Regions from separate parts of the Mus musculus genome. Here all the other regions are linked to region 4. Evidence: chromatin contacts called from public Hi-C and HiCAR-type data. All regions are on one chromosome and are shown on one strand. The core of a region is the stretch at or near the end of the contact, and the rest is flanking DNA. Distances in the headings are between cores, read along the strand shown.

The links. A called contact is a pair of places that touch in the nucleus more often than the background predicts. HiCAR-type assays count read pairs that join an accessible place to other places.
Region 1: a contact with region 4 is called in a Hi-C map of uterus. The contact joins two enhancer-like sites. A contact is called at or near these places in 1 of 15 datasets of contacts at CTCF or cohesin (the NIH/3T3 cell line), 4 of 484 Hi-C or Micro-C datasets (adipose-derived mesenchymal stem cells and uterus), 3 of 115 datasets of contacts at active chromatin or transcription factors (embryonic stem cells and fibro-adipogenic progenitors) and 1 of 9 other capture datasets (embryonic stem cells).
Region 2: a contact with region 4 is called in a HiCAR-type map of fibro-adipogenic progenitors, with 6 times the contacts expected there. The contact joins two enhancer-like sites. A contact is called at or near these places in 1 of 15 datasets of contacts at CTCF or cohesin (the NIH/3T3 cell line), 4 of 484 Hi-C or Micro-C datasets (adipose-derived mesenchymal stem cells, embryonic fibroblasts and uterus), 2 of 115 datasets of contacts at active chromatin or transcription factors (embryonic stem cells and fibro-adipogenic progenitors) and 1 of 9 other capture datasets (embryonic stem cells).
Region 3: a contact with region 4 is called in a Hi-C map of uterus, with 4 times the contacts expected there. The contact joins two enhancer-like sites. A contact is called at or near these places in 1 of 15 datasets of contacts at CTCF or cohesin (the NIH/3T3 cell line), 3 of 484 Hi-C or Micro-C datasets (all in uterus) and 1 of 115 datasets of contacts at active chromatin or transcription factors (fibro-adipogenic progenitors).

What each region holds. Positions count from the first base shown.
Region 1 is chr4:105,946,352-105,949,936 of GRCm38.p6, reverse strand. No RefSeq gene overlaps it. Among named protein-coding and RNA genes, the nearest start is that of Gm30266, 100 kb to the left of the region's middle. Within about 2 kb of position 1,341, at least 6 of the 459 cell types and tissues checked have an H3K27ac peak or open chromatin away from gene starts, as enhancers often do. A contact at or near this core is called in uterus, where this site is marked.
Region 2 is chr4:105,927,881-105,931,492 of GRCm38.p6, reverse strand. No RefSeq gene overlaps it. Among named protein-coding and RNA genes, the nearest start is that of Gm29922, 84 kb to the right of the region's middle. Within about 2 kb of position 1,997, at least 12 of the 459 cell types and tissues checked have an H3K27ac peak or open chromatin away from gene starts, as enhancers often do. A contact at or near this core is called in fibro-adipogenic progenitors, where this site is marked.
Region 3 is chr4:105,776,332-105,779,559 of GRCm38.p6, reverse strand. No RefSeq gene overlaps it. Among named protein-coding and RNA genes, the nearest start is that of Gm29922, 68 kb to the left of the region's middle. Within about 2 kb of position 1,564, at least 6 of the 459 cell types and tissues checked have an H3K27ac peak or open chromatin away from gene starts, as enhancers often do. A contact at or near this core is called in uterus, where this site is marked.
Region 4 is chr4:105,455,545-105,459,092 of GRCm38.p6, reverse strand. No RefSeq gene overlaps it. Among named protein-coding and RNA genes, the nearest start is that of Gm40217, 140 kb to the right of the region's middle. Within about 2 kb of position 1,747, at least 27 of the 459 cell types and tissues checked have an H3K27ac peak or open chromatin away from gene starts, as enhancers often do. A contact at or near this core is called in fibro-adipogenic progenitors and uterus, where this site is marked.

The DNA.
Region 1 (3,585 bases), core at 92-2,591, 490 kb before region 4:
ACTTCAGAGTCAGAAGGGTCACACTGTTGGGAGTCTGATCTCCTACTTGTGTTAGAAGACTTGAGGCCAAAGCATGTTCTTAAACTCACTTAAGTACAGCTTAGGCTATAGCTTCTTCACTCTGAGCCTCAGTTTCCCTACCTCAATACTGAGTGTGATAATGTTGTATAACTCTCAGGCCATTTTTTTTTCTTGGAAGACTTTGTTACGATGTGTGTGAGGTTACCTAGCACTAACTTGACCTGTCAGGTTTTCACAGTTTCATGGACGCACTTGTTCAATGTGAGATACAAAAGACTTCCAACAAGCACTGGCCAGGAAATTTACTTACATACATCTTCTCTGCTCACTAATCAATATGTGCAAATGGTAAGAGGTTAGACAGGGAGCGAGTGATAGATTCTTTCCAGGTAGTCATAGGAGAGCCTCTAGAAGGGGAAATATCGAAGAATAAGTTTTAAAAGATGAAACAGAACTTTCTAGGTGAGAAATTAGGGTAATTTTAGAGAAATATAGTACCAGGAGCATATACATGAAGGCATGAGCATGTACGGTTGTGTGAAAATTAAAGTAAGCAATTTAATACGCACAGTAGAAGCTGGGGTGGAGGATGGTCAGAGTGAGGAATTAACAAATGAGGTGTGGGCCAGTCCAGAGATCACTGCAAGAGCAAGAAGTTTAGGAGTGGCCATTCACCCTGAGCCAGAACTCAGAGGCTGGTGGCTTGGAGATGCACTTGGCCTGTCTCACGTGGTGCCTTAATGTAGGTGTGGCACGCAGTCTACAACTCTGCCTTCTGCTGTCTTCCAGCCTTGTCTCTTCTCTGTCATGCTGCTTCCCTTCTCTGTAGCTGTCTCCTGGAGTAGGAAGGCTTTTGGGTTTAAGAGGTTGGGTGCAGAACTCAGACAAGTTGGATGTGAGTTGCAGACCGATGGGGTGGCTACCTCCACAAGGGTTAGAGCAGGAATATTGGCAGGAGAGAATCCTATAAAGAGATAGTTGTGAGAGATCAGTCTGTCTGAGAGATGCCAAGCTCCTGATCTGAGGCAGATCTGAGAATTCCTGTTGGCACAGAATCCACAGGACTCAGGATAAATTTGGGTAATGAGACTAAGAAAGAAGAATCAGACTAAAGAGCTTGAAAAGACCAACTGTCTCAGGACTGGTGTCCCTTGAGTCCTTCCTGGTGCCTGACACAACATGGAACCTCAATAAATAATTCCTGAGTAAGTAGCGAATGTAAGAGGAAGTTCCGACAGTTTCCAAGACTCTAACCTTAAAAGGAGCACAGACTCCACAGTTCTGGCTTGAGTGTGAGCAGCACAGCCCGGATGATAATGAAGTTTTGACTCCCATTTTCAAGTCACACCCAATCTCCATGATCCAAATAGCCCATGGAAGCCTAGAGCAGGAACTTGGCTGGCTCCTGAGATGCATAAATTAGAAGTACTAGCTAGGGGGAATGCTGTCTGCCATCTCCCTTAAGAGACCTGGGCTGAAGAAGTGCAAACAGTGAGTTCCTTAACTTTGGGAGATAAAAGTTAGAGGCTGTCCAAATCTGAAGCTTCTAGAAGGCTGGGCGCCTCCAGGCGCAGCCCTCTCATCATTGAAGCAATAACAAAGATATTACCAGCAAAATAAATAAGGGCTCTGTGGATTGAAGAGATAATAATTCTGCTGGCCAAATATGAAAATATCAAAGGTCCAGGAAAGGATACAGTTATGAGCTTTGATGTGCAACCATAAAGGCCCATTTTATGCTCTAGCCAGGAGTATTTCAGGGCAAAGATGGAATGATATTTTATGCTGCCTCTGAGGCATAAAGGACACTTTATGAGTGAAGGGAAGCCAACTTCTCAGATGGCTGCAGACTGGCAGGTCCCTAGTTTGAAATCTAAACACCAACTCAGATTCCAAAACAAAATTCCTCCCTGTGCCCCTTGCTCGGGAGAGATCGGCTTGGGTTGTCAGAGTCAATAGAGTAGGAGGTCTACCCCAGGGTGAGGCTGATCAACCCCAGTGGTTCCAATTGCAGCAGGGCCCAGGGACTCTAGAGATGCAGAAGGACTCATACTTGCCAATGTGTGAAGGGCAGGGAAGGCATCAGATTGCTAAACTGGGAAGAAAATGGTGGAGTATGAAGTCCTCCAAGAGTGCTTGCTTACTGAGTGAAGGGTCACTTAAGGAAAGTTTTGTCCTCTTCAGATTTCTGCTCAACAGTTTCTCCCTGGCAGAGATCATCATGCCATGGTCCTTCACTGTTTCAATTTGTCTTTATTACCATGATACAGGGGATCCACACAAGCACCTTGTTGTGCTGTTGTTATCTCACTTGTAGACGAACATTTCTGGGTGGACACAGCCATGGAATTTTCTTTGCAGTAGAACATCACCAGACACACAGAAGTGGCCTTATAAACAACTGTTGAATGAATTGATGAAGCCTGTCATCTTTTTCTGTTGTTCTTTTTCAGTACTAGAACTTGAACCCAGGGCCTTGTATATGTCAGGCAAATACTCTGCCACCGAGCCATTTCTCGAGCCCTACTAAGGCCCCTAAGTTATGCTAAGAGATCTGGCATATGGTTCAGGGTTGCTCTTCTTTTTCCAGGGCTCACGTGGTAGTGGACAAGACTGTTAAAGTTGATATAAAGCCTTATATAGTAAGTGATAGGGCCACCAAGCAAGTACCAAGGCAAGCCTGCTGGAAGAGGATAAGAGAAGATGTCCTAGTCAAAATATTGCTATACTGAGGTCTGAAGGATGTGTAGAGGGTAGCTGGGAAATGACATGGGGAGAGAATTATCAGCTGGGGAATTATCACACGCGCCAAGTCATAGGGCAGACGAAGATATGGCTGAGTTAGAATATGTCAAATGAATAAATTGTTTACATTATACAATAATTTATTTTTCTGATCACTTACTCAATAAGCCAGTTAGAAAGTACCTTGTAGACTATCCAGATGGTTTGATGGGTCATGCACTTACCACCAGAGCCAGGCAGCCAGAGTTCAATCCACATATCCCACATAAAGGTGGACGGAGAGAACCAATTGCACAAAGTTGTTCTCCGAATTCCACACATGTATCCTGACCCATGTGCCCCCATTCTCTGTGATACACATATGTACATCATAATGAATAATATTTTTGAAAGTCTCTTCCCATGAGTGAATTGCAAATGGAATTGTTTTGTTTCCTTATAAGAAAATAGGCACATGCTTGAGGATTTGAGCAGGTTGCCATAGGGACTTGGAGCAAACCAAACAACACACACACACATACACACACCCATAGAGTTGCTTCCTCCTGTGAACACACATATAGATGTTTAGAAAGGATTTTGGGGATTACCTTTTGGGGTGTGTTGGAAAGCATCCAGAGTTGGAGGTAGGGAGGATAGGATTCAAGTATTGTAGTAGCCTTTACCAGGCAAGCCCTACTTTATGCTTCTTAGTTGGAATATCTGAGCTCTGAGAACCAGATTAAATACCTTATGAACCAAAATCCCAAACAAAATGGAATAAATAAACAAAGGACACATGGGCTTCTTTTCCTGTTTCCCATTAAATTTATTCTCTCT
Region 2 (3,612 bases), core at 748-3,247, 470 kb before region 4:
CAGCACAGCAGAGGAAAACCTCCCACAAAAATCTGTGAGCTCCAGGCTCAGCAAGAGTCCCTGTCTCAAAGAAACAAGACATAGAGTGGTACAGGAGGTCACCAGACTCCCTGCTCTGGGTTCTGTGTGTACTGAACAAACATGCACACACACAACACACATGCACACACTCCTTGCTGGGAGCCAATCAATCCAAGGCTTTCCCAGAGGCCCTGATAGAAGGACAATGTAATGCCAGTTCTGTGTGCTCGCACAGAACAGACTTGGCAAGGTTGGGACTGGGGCTTGGGTCAGGGCATTGAAGAAGATAAATTCTCCACTCCTGTGAACCTAGCTTTTTCCGATGGGGGGCTGTGGCTATCTGTCCTAAGGCAGTTGTGTCTGAGGTATCTTGTGGGTTTTTTTCTTTTTTTGAATTGCTGATTCATTTTTCTGCTGATCATTGCCCATTCCCTCCCTGCAAATAGTTTATGAGATGCTGTTGTCCTTAACAAACTTGCTTAGCGTGAGCCATCAGCTTCTGCGCGACCCCCGTGTCCCATCTTTTGCTTTGTCCTCTCTATTTCTCATTCCCTGTCCTCCCCTCAACTCCTGCCCTGGGGACCTCCGGGCATCGCTGAGTTTGGGGACGCTCAATGCTGTTTGTGATCTGACCCTTTTCAGACCATCATTTCCAAGTTATGGCTCAGCTTTCCCTACTCAAAGCACCCACTTCCTTATTCCTGCGGGTTCCCATCAGTTTCTCGACTCTGATGAACTTGGTTAAGGACCTGCAAGTTCACTCTTATTTATTACATTTTTTTTTCATTTTCAGTTCAATGAGTTTCTCAGGAGCTATGAGGACAGAGTAATACATGTCTTATATGTTCAGCACTATATATGAAGTTCTAATCTTATACTAACATAGACTTACTACCTATGGACCCCTACCTAAGATAAGAGATCACTGCAGTGTTGAGACACAAATCTCCCATTTATTCATTCACTGATTTAGCTGTGTGAGAAAATGTTTGTTTGAGGGCATACTATCTACCAGTACTTGCACTAGTCATATTCCATCTTACATTTTCTTTAATTCTTTTATAATGTGTGTGTGTGTGTGTGTGTGTGTGTGTGTGTGTTTAAGAAGACACCAATAATTTGAGAATGAGGTGGGGGGGGCATAGGCACAGTTGGCCGGGGAGGAGGAGGGATAGAACTGATGTACAGTATTCATGTATAAAATTCTCAGAAAACAAAATAAATTAGCAGCGACAACAAAATCCACGAAATGAGAGCGATGCTTCACAAAATCTAACTGGGATGAAGAGAAGGAGCATAGCGGGGAGCAGCCTGATGGGGGCGTGGCCCCTGGCTGGGCAGATCTGAAGGGTTGGCATGCTTCTCTGGAGATGAACATTGTTCTACAGGGTTCTGTTAGAAGCTCCTAATTTTGGGTAAAAACAGGAATAAACTTCCAACATGAACCATCTAACAGCAGCAGGGGCAGCCTCAGAGCTCTGAGCACTTGCCTCCTGTACTTCAGCACAGCCTGCACTGAGGCCCAGCCTGCTTCTCAGGGGCTCATAGTCCCGCACTGGCAATGGCACGCTGTGTTGCAACCCTGCTTCTCAGGAGCTCATAGTCCCGCACTGGCAATGGCGCGCTGTGTTGCAACCCTGCTTCTCAGGAGCTCATAGTCCCGCACTGGCAATGGCGCGCTGTGTTGCAACCAGGTGTTTTTGTTTGTGTGCTTGAGAAGGAAGTTCAAGGTGGCTGACGTGTGGAAGAGGGAGCATCCGACTGCTCTTCTCATGAGTCTTTGGAGGAACCTGGATGACAGAAGGGTCTTGCTGAGAAAGTAGGAGAGTCCTATGAGGAGGAGAAGAGAGAAGGGGCCTCCTAGGCTTGTGAAGAAATCCAAAGCTCGAGAAAGTTGGGTGGATTGTTAGCGGCATAGATGGGCTAATGAGTGAGGAATGCTTTAGTCATAACTTGGAAATGGTGATCTGAAAAGAGTCAGATCACAAATAGCCTTGAGCATCCCCAAACTCAGCTATACTCTGAGGTCCACAGAGTAAAGCCCTGTGCTGAGGCCCGTCTAGAGTCCCCAGTCCCTCTCCTTCCTGCCTCAGTGTCTCTTAGCAGGTCCATCCTCAGTCCCAGGGTGGAACATGTGTTAATTAACAATGAGATGCTTTCTGCTCTGTAAGCCTGTGCAGGCTTCCTAGGAGCACTTTTTACAAAGGAGGTCTGCCTTCTCTGTCAGCAGCTCCCATGGTTCCTGTGCTGTCAAGATTTTTGGTCCCACTGAAGCTTCTCCACCACTTGGGTGGGCCTGCCTTAGCACCACTCAGATCATACCCCAGTGGCCTGCTCCTCTAGCGAGCAATCTATTCTTTCCTAGGATCTGTTAGAGATGCAGGGGATTGCATGTGCCAGGAAGAGAAGTGCAGGGCTAGGATTATTTGCATGTAGCTCTTTAGCATCCAGTGGTGTTTGTGGAAGATCTTTTGTAAGGGACAAAAAAGTTCCCACACCTACAATTAATTGATCAATTAATTAATTAACTAATTAATTGTACAGGACATCCTTAATTTTATTTCTGTGTGGGCCTTTGAAACCATGTCAAACAGTTTTTTGTTTAGCTGAAGTACCAATTAAAGCATGTAAATTCAGTGTACCATCACCCCTTGCTACCTTTCCTAGTGTATTTTTTTCTCCTAAGAAAATGACTTCAAATTTAATATTATTGAATGGTTTTTAGTAAATGGTTCACTTTAATTATCAAATTGACCCTATAAGGAATGTCTCCTAATTAAATTGATTCCACTTTAATAAAAATACTCCAGCTAAAAGCAACTTAAGGAGAGCAGGGTTTGTTTTATCTTACAGGTTACAGTTCACCATTGAAGAAAGTCAGGACCGAAACTAAAGTAAGAACTTAAAGCAGAAACCATGGACAAACACTGTTTCATAGCTTCCTCATAGGATCATGCTTAGCTAGCTTCTTTCTTATACAGCTCAAGGCCACCTGCCTGGGGAATGGTGCCCCCCACAGTGGGCTCCATTCACCAGTTATAATCAACTCTCCACAGGCCAATCTGATCTAGGCATTTTCCTTCTTAGATGACTATAGATTGTCTGAAATTGATACTTAAAGCTAAGTATCAATATACTATCTAGTATGCATGTATAGCATATCATACTATTGCTTCTATTTACAGATGGAGACCTTGAAGAACATTTGATCAATGAGAGAACTCTCCATTGTGCCTCAGTTGATGACTGGTCTAGACATGTTTTGAGCCCATGTATCCTGGTTCCAGGGAGTCCACAGAGGGGCCAAGAGACTCTTAGAGACTACGTGAGCAAACTCTTGTTTTAGATGACATTCATGTGTTATCCTCCAACCAGGTTTTTTCACTCACTTGAGCTGAAGATAGCATTTTCTTGTGTAGGTTCCTACAGTTGGGCATCCCTTAGCTTTGCCTGTGTAGAGCAGTTGTCTGTTTTGTGCCTGTTTGCACACTGAAGGACAAGAAGAGGTCTTAAGGGAAAGGCATATGTCTCCTCCTTTTGCAGCCATTGTGTGAGATACTGGGCATATCCAAACGCTTCACAATTGGGGAA
Region 3 (3,228 bases), core at 315-2,814, 320 kb before region 4:
TGGTATGGGGCTCCCGCTTCTGCTTCCTCCTTGCCCTTCACCTCCTCTTCCTTTTCCTCCTCTTCTGCCTCTTCCTCTTCTTCTTCTCCTCCTTTTTCTTCAAAATTAATAATAGTACCACCCCTACTTAGTTGCTATACTATAAATGAAACAAAGGGATGGTGTGTGGAATAGAGCCATGGCCATTGGTCTCAGTTCCTGGTAAGGTCCCCACCCTGCACTCCACTATGGTGGATTTTCTCTCTTGCTCACTTGAAGAATGGCTAGAAGTGTCTGTGCAAGGCCAACTTCAACTATTCCAGACATCTCATTACATTTGGAGAGGTGTGGCCTACAGGTCTGAGCAGAACAGGAAGCGCCCCTCCCCTCCCACCTTTGATAAATATTTCTTGTCAAGATTATCTTACTGGATATACATCCAGCACCCAGCAGTTATCTTCAGGCCTGCTGTAGGGGAAGCCAGCTATTTGGCTTGAAATTGTTTAAGTTGCTAATAAACAAATCTAAGCCAAGTAAATTGCATGGAGAATGTAGCAGGGGGAGGGATACAGACATTCCAATGTCTGCATAATTGTGTTTGGCAATGATGTCTCCTTTGAAGCTAATTAAAAAGTGTGGGCAGGTTATTTTTAACTCTCTTAATTCTTACCCTCAGCTCTCTCCTTATCTTATCCTCGATCTATTCTAAGGAGTAGTAAAACTTTTACTGAGGGGAAAATTCCTAAATAACTGAACGCCATGCTCTGCCCACGTCATCCATACCACCATGGAGTTTCCTCTGCCCAGTGCATGTACTTCTCAAATGCGTTCTCATTCCCATCTGATATGGGTTCTCCTCTGACTGCCCCATGAGACCTTCTCATGCATCTCATGACTCTTCCTGATGCTCAGATGCTCACATAGACAAACTAGATTCATTTTCTCAAGAGCAGATCCATTTACTAGTTACTCATCTGTAACCGTTCTTTTCCTTCTCTCCCTCTCTCTCTCTCTCTCTCTCTCTCTCTCTCTCTCTCTCTCTCTCTCTCTCTCTTTGGTCACCTTTTCTTTTTTGAGAGCGTGTCTCACTATATATCCCCATCTGACCAGGAACTTGCTGTGGAGACCAGGTTGGCCTCAAACTCACAGAGATTCATCTGCTGTGCCTCCTGAGTGCTATGATAAAAGGTGTGAATCATCATGAGTGGTATATAAAATAATTATTTAACAAATGTCAGTTGTACTATTTTGTGTCCCAGCAGGAAAAGCATGGAACATGCATATGAGTAAGAATGATTTAATAAACACAGGAAACTCTAGAATAAGAACCCCAAAGATGGAAACAATGGGGTTCATGTCTGCCGGTCAGAAGTCTGTTTTCTTCTGCTACAGTGGAATACACAGGACTGAAAGGAGGTTTATTACTCCTGGTTCTGGAGACTTAGAGGTCCAAGGTCATGGTGACATCTGGCAATGTGACGAGAGCCTTCTGTTGCATCAGCCTTGACAGAAGGTGGAAGAGAGCATCAGGCGGGGGGGAAAGAAGGATGATTCAGTGCTGATGAAAGGCAGGGCAGGGTCTTCATGACCCAACAACCTCTTAAAAACAGCTCCTGATCACAAACACTGGAGGACACATACAAATCAAAGCACTACCCCTGGGTCAGAAAATGGAGGATGAGGACATAGTCTCCGGAATGTGTGAGACAGAGACAAAGGCAGAGACAGAACCCTGACTGCTGCTCAAAGGATTGCAGCCAATGTATAACATCCTGGTTAGGATGAAACTGGAAAGTTTACACCTAACCTTTGTCTGTTCCTTTGTTTTCTCATTTGCTTGTTTCCTTCCTTCTCTCACTCTATATCTTGTAACACTTTCTCTTGATTTTAATTCTATCTGAAAACAAGCCAAGGGACATGTGTTAATGCCATGCCTATCAGTCTGTCTTCCCGGGCACAAGTCTGGTAGCCAGTTAGGCATGGAGAGGCAGATAAAATATGCTGCACAATACTTTGTGAAAACCAGCGTCTACCGAACTGTTAATAAGAGAACCACCCAGTTGTGCAAATGCATTTGAGCATCCTATACACACTTCCACCTTGCTTGGTAGAAGGTTGGTTCCCCTGCCTTGCAAAGTTGCTTCGTCCTTCTCACCTATCCTGTTGCTGTCCTGCTGTTTTGATTTGGCAGTTCACCCAAATCAGAACCACTGGAGACTTGACACTCACCCTCGGTTCTCCCTTTCTCTTAGGTTACTGCACTTCTACCTACTAATGCCCTGGGTGATAGCACACATTAAGGACTAGCAGATCTTAGAATCTGTTTCCATATGCAGTCAGGAGGACCCCACTTACTAACAAATTTGTTAGAAGAACCTGTGATTTGTCAAACAAGTAAGAAATCAAGAGTGTGAAGTTTTAAGTGAATCATGGATGCTAACACAGGGGAAGACTTGAGACTAGAAGCTAAATTCTCTCTCTCTTTCTCTCTCTGACACACACACACATACACACAAACACATACACATTGATACTATCCACATTCACTCAGTCATTAGTGTTCATGATTCTCTCAACAAATTTCCTAGTTTTATGCTCCCGAGTTCCACATTCACAATAAACTATAATTTTTTTTTTCTATCCATACACGGCACTTCGAGCCCATCAAATAAATCTTCTCCCGTATTTACCACTTCACTGAGCTACACATATATTTCTCCTGGTATTTTATTGGATGATGTTAAAAGTGACATGCATCGTCCTATTTATTTTATTCTTTGCCTTTAGGAATAGGGAAGTAACTGAGGCCTCTAAGAGCCCATTAGAGTAAATTAATTGGATTCTCACTGAGGCTTAGGAATTCTAAAATGAGTTTGTTTGCTATTAGCTTGATTCCAAGTTGTGTGTGTCTGTCAGCTCTCATCTTGATATTTGAGAACAAGCATTGACCGTTGCCTGGGCACTGGCCTTACATGCTCTACAGTAATAATGCCACTGCTCTATGTTTTGCAGGGGCAACATACCCAGAATCCCTTGCATGGTTGTCTGTTTGGCAATATGTTCTCAGCAAGTGAGTTGACTAGACATCTATCTCAGAGCATATTCAGTTGTACATATTTCTAAATGTTTGATATGATTTTCAAATATGGTGTGAAGGTTATGAGACATAGTCCCTTGCAGTTGAACTTAGGTGTCACAAAATGAGAGAGAGAGAGAGACAGAGACAGAGACAGAGACAGAGACAGAGAC
Region 4 (3,548 bases), core at 498-2,997:
CCCTGTCCATCTCTCTGTCGATACGATAACTCAAAGGGCCATTGTCTTTATCTTGACCCATGGGAATTGCTTTCCATGAGGTTTCTCTGCATCTGAGCCTGTCCCTTCCCATCTATATTCTTAAATGCTATCAACTTATTCTTCTCAGCTAGTCATGGGCTTCCTTTAAATATTTCTGATGTGCTGGGCAGTGGTGGCGCCCACCTTTAATCCCAGCACTTTGGAGGCAGAGGCAGGCAGATTTCTGAGTTCGAGGCCAGCCTGGTCTACAAAGTGAGTTCCAGGACAGTCAGGGCTATACAGAGAAACCCTGTCTCGAAAAACAAAAAAAGAAAAAGAAAAAAAAAAATTCTGGTGCGGTTTATTGGCTTGAGGTTAAGACTCAAAGTCATGTTGCAATGGTCCCCAAGAGCTGTTCTGCGTGTGAGTGGATAGATGGAAGGCTGTGGGTAGATGGTCCACCTGTTGAGCCACACAGAGAATGAGCCACAAAGCAGGGCGATATGATCTCCAATGGTTGAGTTTCTAAGTGTCATCAGAACTTGAGGGATTTTCACCTTTAGAAGTGTAAGGAATCACTTCCCAGTTGACATGTTCTGTGGAGAGCCGTGAGCAATTGCCATCATGAGCCTCCGCTGTGCCTAACTGGTAAACAAGTAATGTGCGCAGGTGCAAGAGTAAATTCGTGCCAAGTCACTGCCCATCCCGGGGCGTGGTGATGAGGCTCTGGGAGAGCAGCCAATCACACGCCACACTAAGGTGTATATAAGCAGCGCCTTTTTGGTGCTTGGGGTATTCCTCTTCATGTTGAAACTGGTGTAATAAAGTTGCTGCAGAAGGATCCAGTTTCTCACGCGTGTGTTCTTGCTGGCGAGACAATAGTATGTGTGAGAATGTTCCATCCTGCTCATCCTGTGGACTAGAGTAGAACGGATATGGAAAGTAAAGCTTACAATTGCTCATCTCACCCTTGTCTTCAGTGTCTTAACCTGTATCTCAGTCTCACTAGGAAATGGCATTTCCTTACATGTCCCAGGTTTCTGCAGGTACTATTTCCTCCCCTGGACTTCCTCATTTTTCTCCTTTATTTTACTAGCTAGTTTCTTCTTGTTCTTTAGTACATGTGACACTGCTTCCTTCCGATGTGACTCACCTCCACCTTCTCAAATCCCACCCCACCTGGATCAGGACCTGTCATGCAACATGTACTTCCCTCACCAGATCCCTTAGCATAAGATACAGCGATTGTCACTTAATATGTCTGTGTTTCCAGCCAACCTGCCAGGACCATCATAGTAGTAAAGCCATGTCAAATTATTATGTTAAATATCAGTGATGTGAATTCATTCTGGAAGACAAGCTGAAATGCCTACAACAAATGCTAAGATTTCACAGGTATAGAATTGTCTCCTGAGATGTGATGGCCCCAGGACACCTAATATTAATTCTGTCTTGCTGTGTCCCACCCCCACTGCTGGACATGTGCTTTGTATTGGCCTTGGTGCCTGCAATTTATGATTCACGCTGAAAGCACATTTGACTCGCTCATCTTTATAGCTCTTCTCCGAGAAAATTACCCAATCTGGCAGTCCTTTTGGCCCCAAGGCTACTTGACAGATCACAATGAGCCAGGCCAGATGGGAGGAGAAAATGAACTCCACCATCAAATTGTCCAATGCCTGAAAAATGTTGGCTTTGAGATAGTGCCGTTCTTTGTATTGCCTATAATCAGAGGGCTGAGTTCTTCACTGGGCCAAGGCAGTCAGGTCTTGGTGTTCCTGGCTGAGCTCAGTCAGTGTCCCACAGTGGAGCTCCCTGCCAGGTGGGCTGTCACAGCTGCGGAATCAGAGAAGTTGTGCAAGAGGAAAAAGAGATTTTTCCAATTCAGCAGAAGGAAAAGCCTCAGAGAATGAGCTCAGCGCAAGTGGGAGTCAAAAACCAAGGCCAAAGGTCCAGAACTCAAGTGCGAATGGCAAGAAGGAGGATCGTGGTGAATACAAACTACAGAAAGAACGTGAGCAGCAAGCGAGAGACAGGGATGACTGTGATGTGGGACACATGAAGACTCCCAGTGCCTTCCCACATCCCGCCACTTCCCACAAAGCTTTCTACAGAGTCAAACTGTACATTGATTTCTTTACAAAGCATTTATCCAGCCTTTGTGCTAAGCATAACTCTTACTTTATTTTTTGTTTTTATCTGCTTATATATGTGCACATGTGTGCATCCATGTGTGTGGCCTAGTATATGTGTGCATTTGTGTTCATGAATCTGGACACATGTGTACCATGATGTACATGAGGACGTCATAGGACAACCTCAGGCTCATCTTCCACTTTTTTTTTATACAGACTCTCTCTTGGGTGTTTTTTGTTTTGTTTTGTTGTTTGTTTGTTTCCTGATGGATATACCAGGTTGCCTGGTCCATAAACTTTAGTGTATTCTCCTGTTTCTACCTCCCAACTCCCCTCAGGAGCACTGTGACGGGATGTATGCATGCCCAGTATCTAGCTTTATTTATGGGAATTAGAACTTAGTTCCTCAGTCACGTGTAGCTAGTGCTTTTCCTGGTGTACCATCTCCCCAACCTCTAGTACAACTACCCCACACCCTACGGTTATTCTCATTCTAGAAATGAGGAAACTGAATTTCAAAGAGACTCACAAGGGGTCAAGGTAGCAGTGGTGCCTAGGACCATCTGGTCTAAAGGCTCTGGTATGAGGTCCCCAAGTATAAACAAGCCGACCTGCTGAAAGTCACTCCCAGAAAAGGCAAATTCCAAAGAAGACTCTGAGTCCAGACAAGCTGTTTGGAAAAAGTGGAAACCAGCAAAGCTAAGAGATGTTAAGGTCAACTGAGTCCCTTGGAAAGGATATTCTCTAGCCTTTTGAGCTGCCTACAGGCTATGTGGTGAGCTCCAGATCCCCAGCTTTTGTGAGGGGTCAGAGGCACTGACCTCAGGAAGACTGTGCCCCTCCAGCAACACTGGGAGGAAAGATGGTCTGCGATGGGAGAGATAGAAACCTTAATTACTTCCTGGTGCAAATCTGAAGAGGATGAAGTCTTGGGCACTAGTTGAGGGTTTTAAATATATGGGATTGGTAGAAATGTAGCTACAGTAGTAGTAAGTGACCAAAGCAATCAGAAAAAGCAGAAAGTGCAGGCTTTCAGGTTACAGTTGTCTTTGAGTCATCTCTGCTCCCGTAAGTAACCCCTCACCTATGTCACTGTAAATAACTTCAACGAAACTCATTGGTTCACCAAGTCGGACTTTGGTGGTATTCACACTTTGATCTGTAGTTGGCTTTTTTATCTGGGATGAATATGTTTTGCATCTCTCTAAGAGTAGTCTTGTCCAACAACACATGGCCCCATCTTGGAATGCACTAAAAGGTGCCGGAGTCTTCTGGAATCAAGAATGGCCTGGCTTACTTGGAATATCAGCTTCAACATTGGAAAAATCTGATTTCCTCATCTGTAAAAACAAGATATTTCAAGTACCTACCATATAAGATTTGCAAGACAATTAAATGAGATAATACAGGGCC